Linked DNA regions of Sus scrofa: region 1 is linked to region 2. A link is a contact called in public Hi-C data. All regions are on one chromosome and are shown on one strand. The core of a region is the stretch at or near the end of the contact, and the rest is flanking DNA. Distances in the headings are between cores, read along the strand shown.

The links. Hi-C and Micro-C count contacts between places; a contact is called where the count stands out from the background.
Region 1: a Hi-C map of liver shows a contact between it and region 2, with 3 times the contacts expected there. The contact joins the enhancer-like site here to the promoter of LOC100522401 in region 2. A contact is called at or near these places in 1 of 5 promoter capture datasets (liver) and 1 of 47 Hi-C or Micro-C datasets (liver).

The regions. Positions count from the first base shown.
Region 1 is chr14:90,808,247-90,812,040 of Sscrofa11.1, reverse strand. All of the region lies in intron 2 of MARCH8 (E3 ubiquitin-protein ligase MARCH8), which reads right to left. Among named protein-coding and RNA genes, the nearest start is that of MARCH8, 85 kb to the right of the region's middle. Within about 2 kb of position 1,755, at least 19 of the 83 cell types and tissues checked have an H3K27ac peak or open chromatin away from gene starts, as enhancers often do. A contact at or near this core is called in liver, where this site is marked.
Region 2 is chr14:90,580,219-90,583,820 of Sscrofa11.1, reverse strand. It overlaps LOC100522401 (WASH complex subunit 2A), which reads right to left and starts at 1,422. Exons shown (of 33, transcript XM_003133111.6): 1 at 1,274-1,422; 2 at 1,063-1,185; 3 at 1-142. The coding sequence starts at 1,276.

The DNA of each region.
Region 1 (3,794 bases), core at 506-3,005, 230 kb before region 2:
ACATACTGCAGTCTTAAACTCACCTTAGAAGTTATGAATACATGCCTTTATAATTTCAAAAAGCCTTCTGACATAGATGGATAAATTAAATGCTTCTTAAAATGTTACATGTAACATGGCATGATTAAAATAATAATATTCTTAGTAATATATTGATTTCAAATACATTTTCCATTAAGTATTTTTCATATTCATTTTTTGAATATGAAGTAACATTATGCTAAAAAATTAAAGGTCTTTGTATACATTGTTGATTTTTTAAAAAACAATTATACAAAGAGTAAAATGAACAAACTTTAATTCTGACACTTTAAGACTCTTAAAATATCCCCCAAATACATAAATTCTCAAAGTTTGCTGAAAAAATCTTAATCAATACAATTCAGAACACACTTGTTATAAAAGTTATTATAGAAATTGTATTACCGTAAATACTTCCCGTTACTTTTGTAGTAGGACTATTCAATTTCTTTAGTATAGAACCTACTCATTCAGGGAACACATGTATTGACCACCTACTGTGTTCCAGGTACTGTTCTAGGCCCTTGGGAATGATGAGGGAACAAAACATAGATCCCCTTTTCTCCTGGAGCTTAAGAAAATGGTGCAGAAGAGTATTGGTCTTCTTTGGTTGTCTCAGAGTGTATGTGTTCAAGGCATGTTTGTTTCCTTAAGAGTTTCAAAACTATAAATCATACTTCATGATGGAATACATATATCCAATTTAGCCCAGATCCCCTGAGGCTGATTCTTTTCATCTTTACTGTTTTTGTCCCTCCATCTCAAGAGCATCTCTAGCCTCGGCAAAGTTAACAGAATGCATCCATACAAAATCTGACAGACATGCAAATGGCAACATTAGAATGTCCCTGCCAAATGAAATTAGAACTTACATGTCTGGCTTATTGGAGGGGGGGGAGTGGGAGAGGGAGGGGGAGAGAGACGGTGCATGCACATGCACACACAGAGTAAATAATACCAACAAACAGAACAAAGACCCTTTGTTACTGTTCCATCTTTTATGCATTTTCCATCTTATGAGAAGCTAAAAGATCTTCCCATAAAGAATGCTCCAGCAGAAGGAACCAAGGTGCCTTCTGAAAACAACACTTCCTCTAGAAAACGCTATGGAGCCTGCAGCTATGCTTATTCAAATTATAAGCCAAGCTGTCTTTCTCATGATTTTCCAAAGCCATAGTTCCATGATTTTAAATTATATGGTCAATATCATGTCAGTTGAAAAGACATTTTTTACACTAAGAGTAAGAGACATCGTGAAAAAAGAATAGGCTTATAATTTATATTCTTAAATGCTTATTTGGCATAAGAATACTTTTTACAATTTTAAGGGACAGTTTTGTGAGAAGCAAAGGACATCCCTGAAAACAGAATTAAACTGCTAAGCTTCTCTGGTTGGGAGCCCCACGAGTGAGGCATCCTTGAGCAACTCTAGTTCTATGTAGCTTTGTTCCATAAGAGCTAGGGGCATCTCTAAGATCAATGAGAAATCCGGCTACTGCTAACAGGGCACTTTTCCTACCTGAAGCTTCATTTTCCGGCAAGAAGCATCAGGGAGTCCTCAGTGCAGCTGTCCCCCAGCAGCATGCTCCTGGGTTCTGCCTGCAAAGCAGAGCAGCTGCTGCCTTCCAGCACCCAGCAGAAGCACACCGTCGCTGGACTTGCAAGGGCTTGCTGGAACTCTCTGAATGCCACTCCCATGATCAAACTGGACTAACTACTTCCTCCAGCTGATTTCCTAGGAACTAGGTAGTGAATGAATAATTCATGACAAGTCCATTCCAGCAACCAGTTTCTGCTCTATGGTTCACTCCCCACAGCAATTTGCAATGTAAAGATTCTAAACCATACTTGCTGGCATGCCAGGAATGAAAGTTCAGTTTTCTAGTCAACTAAAGTAAATGTTAGTGGATCTGTTTGCTCTTCTTTCATGCTAACCTATCACCTGGACTTGAGAGACTTTTTTTTTTTTTTAAGTAGAAAATGTCAATGATTAACCACAGATGTCTGAGAGAACAAAATAATTCTTTTTTTCTCCGTAGAACCTGTCCTACAATGTAGGTTCTGGCTGTAAGAAAAGCAGCTTGCCCTGAGATCGCAAGTCAGTATTTACATTTAGCAAAAGACCAGTTCTTGCAAAGCACAGAAAATCATGACATGGTGGGGGAGGGAGGCTTTCAGTTATCACTGCCAGGAAACAAATTGCTTCAAAGGGGAATTTTCCTGGTCTCTCAGGCTATAAATAAATCTTTCATCTCATTGGTATTCTTCTGTGAAGAACATGAACAGTCATTTTCACCATTTGTCAATGCTTACACATTTCCAAATGAGTGCTGTCTAAAGTATTAAATCCTCTGCCACCAAAAACCTAATTCCAAGAGGAACTTGAACAAAAAACGGAAGGCCCATTCTTCTACCTCAGCTCTGCCTCCAGGAAGTCCAATACCACACCTACCATTTTCACCTGTTTCAATCTTTGCTTCTTTTTCTTCTTCACTCACGGAATATCTCAAGATAGTGCTCTGTCAGTAAGTTAATTTTTCAGCCATGACCATTCTGTTCCTAGCTGCTTCTAATCTGTTTGTTCTGCAAATTCGTTCTCTCTGAGTCTCCTTGGCCCCGTTTTCTTCCTTTTCCACCTCATTCTGTTATTTTATTATCATCGCCATTTCTAAGCCTATGTTCTATGAAACTTGGGTTTTTAATAGCTCAGGCAGGAATTCTCTTCTTTTTTGAAGGGAAATTATTATTTCTTGCAGAACAGACTGCATCTTTCTTCAGTGAGCACTGTGCCTTTCTCTCCACCTTGCTGTGTGTGCAGAGGCCTGTGTCTTCTCATTGGCTCAGGATGTTCTTCCCAGGATGTTCTATGTAGCATCTCTGTAGGTGCTACTGTGTAATCTAGGGGAACCCTTCCCCTCCCAGCTACATCCCAGCAGCTTTGCGCAGGTGTGCTATGAGGAGAGAGATTCGTGGAGAGTGTTAAAGGAAAAAGGGATCCAGCTCACCTGGGGCTAAGGCTTTAAGCAGCCTTACTGCTCTCTTCTCCAAGGGATATAGTCTCTCCTTCCCTGACATTCTGCAACTCCCTCCATCCTTGTGAGATTTCATTTCCATCACAGAGAGTCAGCCCAAGTTGTTCCTTGGGAATCATTCCCTTTCCTGCAAATTCACTACCCACCCCCACTCAGCCATGAGTGAGAGATAAGGGAGTTCTCAGTCACCTGGGGCTCACCATGTGCCCCTTCATCCACTCCCTGTTCTCCAGAAACCTGCTTTTGTCAGGTGTTCTGCTGACTCCCAGTTAACTGATGAAGATAATCAGCTCCGGGGTTTACCGTCATTCTGCCTTTCTTCTCTACGTCTTTCCCAGCCTGGACATACCAAAAGAATGATCTCCCGTTATCTTTTCTTTGTCACATGAGAGAAACATTCAGGGACAGCCAGCACTGCAGTACCCACCCACTCTCCTGCCACACACCTTAGGGATTTTACAGAATTTTGCTCACTGTTCTCTTCTCTCCTAGAGCCTCTGCACAGTGAGGGGTTAGAATGCCTCTGAAGCCAAAACTCTGAATTTTTGGAAACTTTCATTTCTCTCACTGACCATCAGCTGTGTTCTTTGAATTTGCTGTTGGTATATTTTGGGTAGTTTTAATCCATTTGCTGTTCATATCATTAAGTCTAAAAGGAAGGATATTTTGAAATTTGGCTTTACTCTGTCATTTTAAAGCAGAGGTCACACCACTCAGAAAAAAAAGCAAGACACCTGATAT
Region 2 (3,602 bases), core at 173-2,672:
ACAGCATAAGGAAGTCATTGAAGACATTATGCAGGCGACAATCTGTGGCTTTAGTTTCCCGAATTAGTCCATCCACTTGTTTCTTGATTTCATGGGTCCTAGAGATAGTCTGCTGTGAGAATTCCTGTAGAAACTGTAGCAGCTATTTAAAAAATAAACATACAGTAGTATCAATATTATACACATCTATTCTGCATATCAAAACAGGAAAGAACCCATTTCCTTTTGTGTGTGTGTGTTGGAATGTAAAAGGGATTCTGCTTTTGACAGCTTTATGACCAAGTAGCATCAAAAAACATTAAGAAAGTTCATCAGCCTTGAGCTGTGGTGTAGATCGCAGACGTGTCTCAGATCTGTCAGGGCTGTGGATGTGGAGTACCTAGGCCAGCAGCTACAGCTCGGATTCCACCCCAAGCCTGGGAACCTCCATATGCCGCGGGTGTGGCCCTTAAAAAAAAAAAAAAAAAAAAAGAAAGTTCATCAAAACAGCGGCAACGAGTCAACGGATACTTGCCATCTCATTTTGGGAGGAATTTTTAAGTCCTGTTTGGTTGTCATTCTACAGGGATTGCAAACGAAAGCCAAAACAACAAACCACTACTTTTATCCAAAAATCCTACTTCAAATGGGACTTTGGAATGACCATTTTCAGTTTACTGGGTGGGCCCTTAGCTAAAAAGTCTCACTCAAGGATATCCATATACTAGTTTTTCTACTGCCCCACTCAGTCCAGGTCCCAACATGGAATTGACGAAGTAATGCCATTGTAAGCCTGCGGAGCGGCGGAAGCCGATTTCCCAGCTCAGGATGGAGTTGGTTGCCGGTCTGGAAAACCCCAACGAGGAAAACAGCCGGGTGTCCAGGCCGCTGTCTGCTTGGGAGCGCTCAGAGGGCTAAGGACAACCGGCCCACCACCGCCCAAGTGCCTGGGGATTGCCGCCGGGGAGTTTTTGAGGGCAAGAAGAGATGTGTTAAGTCGATGTTTATGGGGAGTCCCATCCTCCCTCCCGCATCACCCCGGATGAGTCGCCCTCCCCTCCCGTCCCTGGGCCCGCCTCTCACGCCCGCGTCGGCCGCCAGCGACCAGCTTTGGCTGCTTCTGCGGATCTCTTCCACCGACCAGGGCCGCTCCCACACGGGCTCCGACGCCGGCGCCCGCTCCTGGTCGGGGGTGGTCTGGTTCATCTGCAGCGGGAAGGACGAGAAGAGGCGCTGAGCTCCGGGAGGGCAGAGGGGGCCGGGGCCCAACCCTCACCCAACCTGCCACTCTCACCATCCTCGCCGCGCAGCCTCACGGGCTCCAAGGGCCCGCAGGACGCACCCGCTGAGCCTGGAAGGTCTCTGGAAGCCGAACTTCTCAGTGGTGCCTCAGGCACGTGACTGTAGATCACATGACCCCGGCGCCGGTGACCTGCCCCTCATGTGACCGGCAGTGGATGGCTGCCGGACTGCCGGAAGGAAGGTGCAGAAGCCGGCTGGGGACACTAGACCTCTTCTAAGAGGCCTGTGGCCACATGGATGGACCTAGAAGTTATCATACTAAGTGAAGTAAGTCAGAAAGACACCTATCATATATCACTTAGATGTGATATATATATGACATAAATGAGCCTATCTATGAAACAGACTCACGTTCACAGAGAATTTGTGATTGCGGAGGGGGGTCCGGAAGGGATGGCTGGGGAGTTAGGGATTAGCAGATGGTGACTAATGTACGGAATGTGTAAAAAACAAACTTCTATTGTATAGCCCAGGGAACTATATTGAATATCCTGTGATAAACTTTAATAGAAAAAGAATATGAAAAAATGTGTGTATAACTGAATCACCGTTATACAGCAGAATTTGAAACATTGTAAAGCAAATATACTTGAATAAAGTAAATTTTTAAAAATCTATTTCACTAAAAGAAAAAAAGCCTGCAGCCGGGCTATGGTGGCGGGAGTTGGAGAAAGGAAGGGTGCAGACGCCAGGGGGAGCTGAAGGGGTGCGTCCGACGGGTTGCATTTTAAGCTAGAGGGCAGTTGGCAGGGTGTGATCAGCCCGGAAACGCCTGGCAGCGAGGTATGTTTAGAGAGAAGGGCCAAAGGGAGAACCAGCCTAGGAGTTTTAAACGTTCCAGGCGGTGGGCAGAGGAAGAGCTCGCTGCTGCATCTCTTCCTTGCTGCATCTCTGCTGCCTGTCGCGGGGTCAGCGCACAGGCGCCCAGATTTACTGGATGGTGACTGTTTAAAATCCTTTACTCGCTAGCCAGTGCCCTCAGATTCAAGTTCAAACTCCTCATATAACAGGCAAAAGCCCTTTAATATCTGATTCCTGCCTACGAATCCTTCTTCAACGTGCCCAGCTTCCCCACCAGCGTTCTGCGACCCCTCACACTTCCTTGAAGTTCCCTCTGCGGAGTCCCTCTTCCTCCAGACCAACTTACTTTTTAAAATGAAGATCCCTATTTCTTTCCATTCTTTTTCGGTTTTGTTTTTTTGTTTTTCTTTTTTGGCCACTCCACAGCATGTGGAGTTTCTAGGCCAGGGATCAGATCGAGTCGCAGTTGCGACCTAAGCGCAGCTCTGGCCACCTGGGATCCTTTGGCCATCCTGGGATCCTCTGGGGCGGGGTGTCAAACCTATGTCCCAGGGCTTCCACGACGCCCATGCCACAGTCGGAACTCCATTTCTTTCCATTCTTATGTGCCCATGGGCAAGTTATTTTAATCCTTATGAGTTTTCCTCCTCAGTAAAAGGAAGTTACATGTTTTGCAGGAACTGTGGTAACATTTGTAAACAGCACAATGCCTACCATACTGTGAGCATTAAACATAGATTTTACCACTTCCTCAGTGGCCTCTGTTTATCAAACTCTTGAGCTTTCCATTGTTTTTGCCTCTGTCTCTCTAGTGAAGACTTCCCTAATTCCCAAGGATAATTTTAAATGCCCCCCTCAGTTATTTTCTAAGGGTTCACACAAATATTCACCGTAGACTATCATAAGTGTATTGTAATTTACTTATCTATCCTTTTTAATAATAATGTCTAACATTTATGAAGCACATATAATGTATCAACTGCTTTATATGTATTAATTCATTTAATTCTCACAATGACTCTGTGAGGTGGTTACTGTTATCCCCATATTTTACAGTGGGGAAACTGAGGCACAAAGAGAATAACTTACTCAGGGTTGGACAACTAGTAATGAAGCAGAGCCAGGAACCTACACCATTAGCCACTATGTTACACTATAGCTAGTCTTAGTTTCTTAAGAGAACTTCATTGTTGGTTTTTTGTTTGTTTGTTTGTTTGTTTTTGTGGGGTTTTTTTTTTAGCAGTGCCTGCAGCATATGCAAGTTCCTGGGTTAGAAATCAAACCTACACCACAGCAGTGACCCAAGCTTCTACAGTGATAATGCCAGATCCTTGACCCACTGCACCGCAAGAGTACTCCAGAACCTTATTTTTAAATTGCAGTCTACCAACCTCCTAGCCCTTCTCCAACATTCATTAAAAAATATATATGATTTGACCCCTAGCCTGGGAACTTCCATATGGCACCGGTGCGGCCCTAAAAAAAAAAAAAAAAAAAAAAAAAAAAAAAAAAAGTGGGTG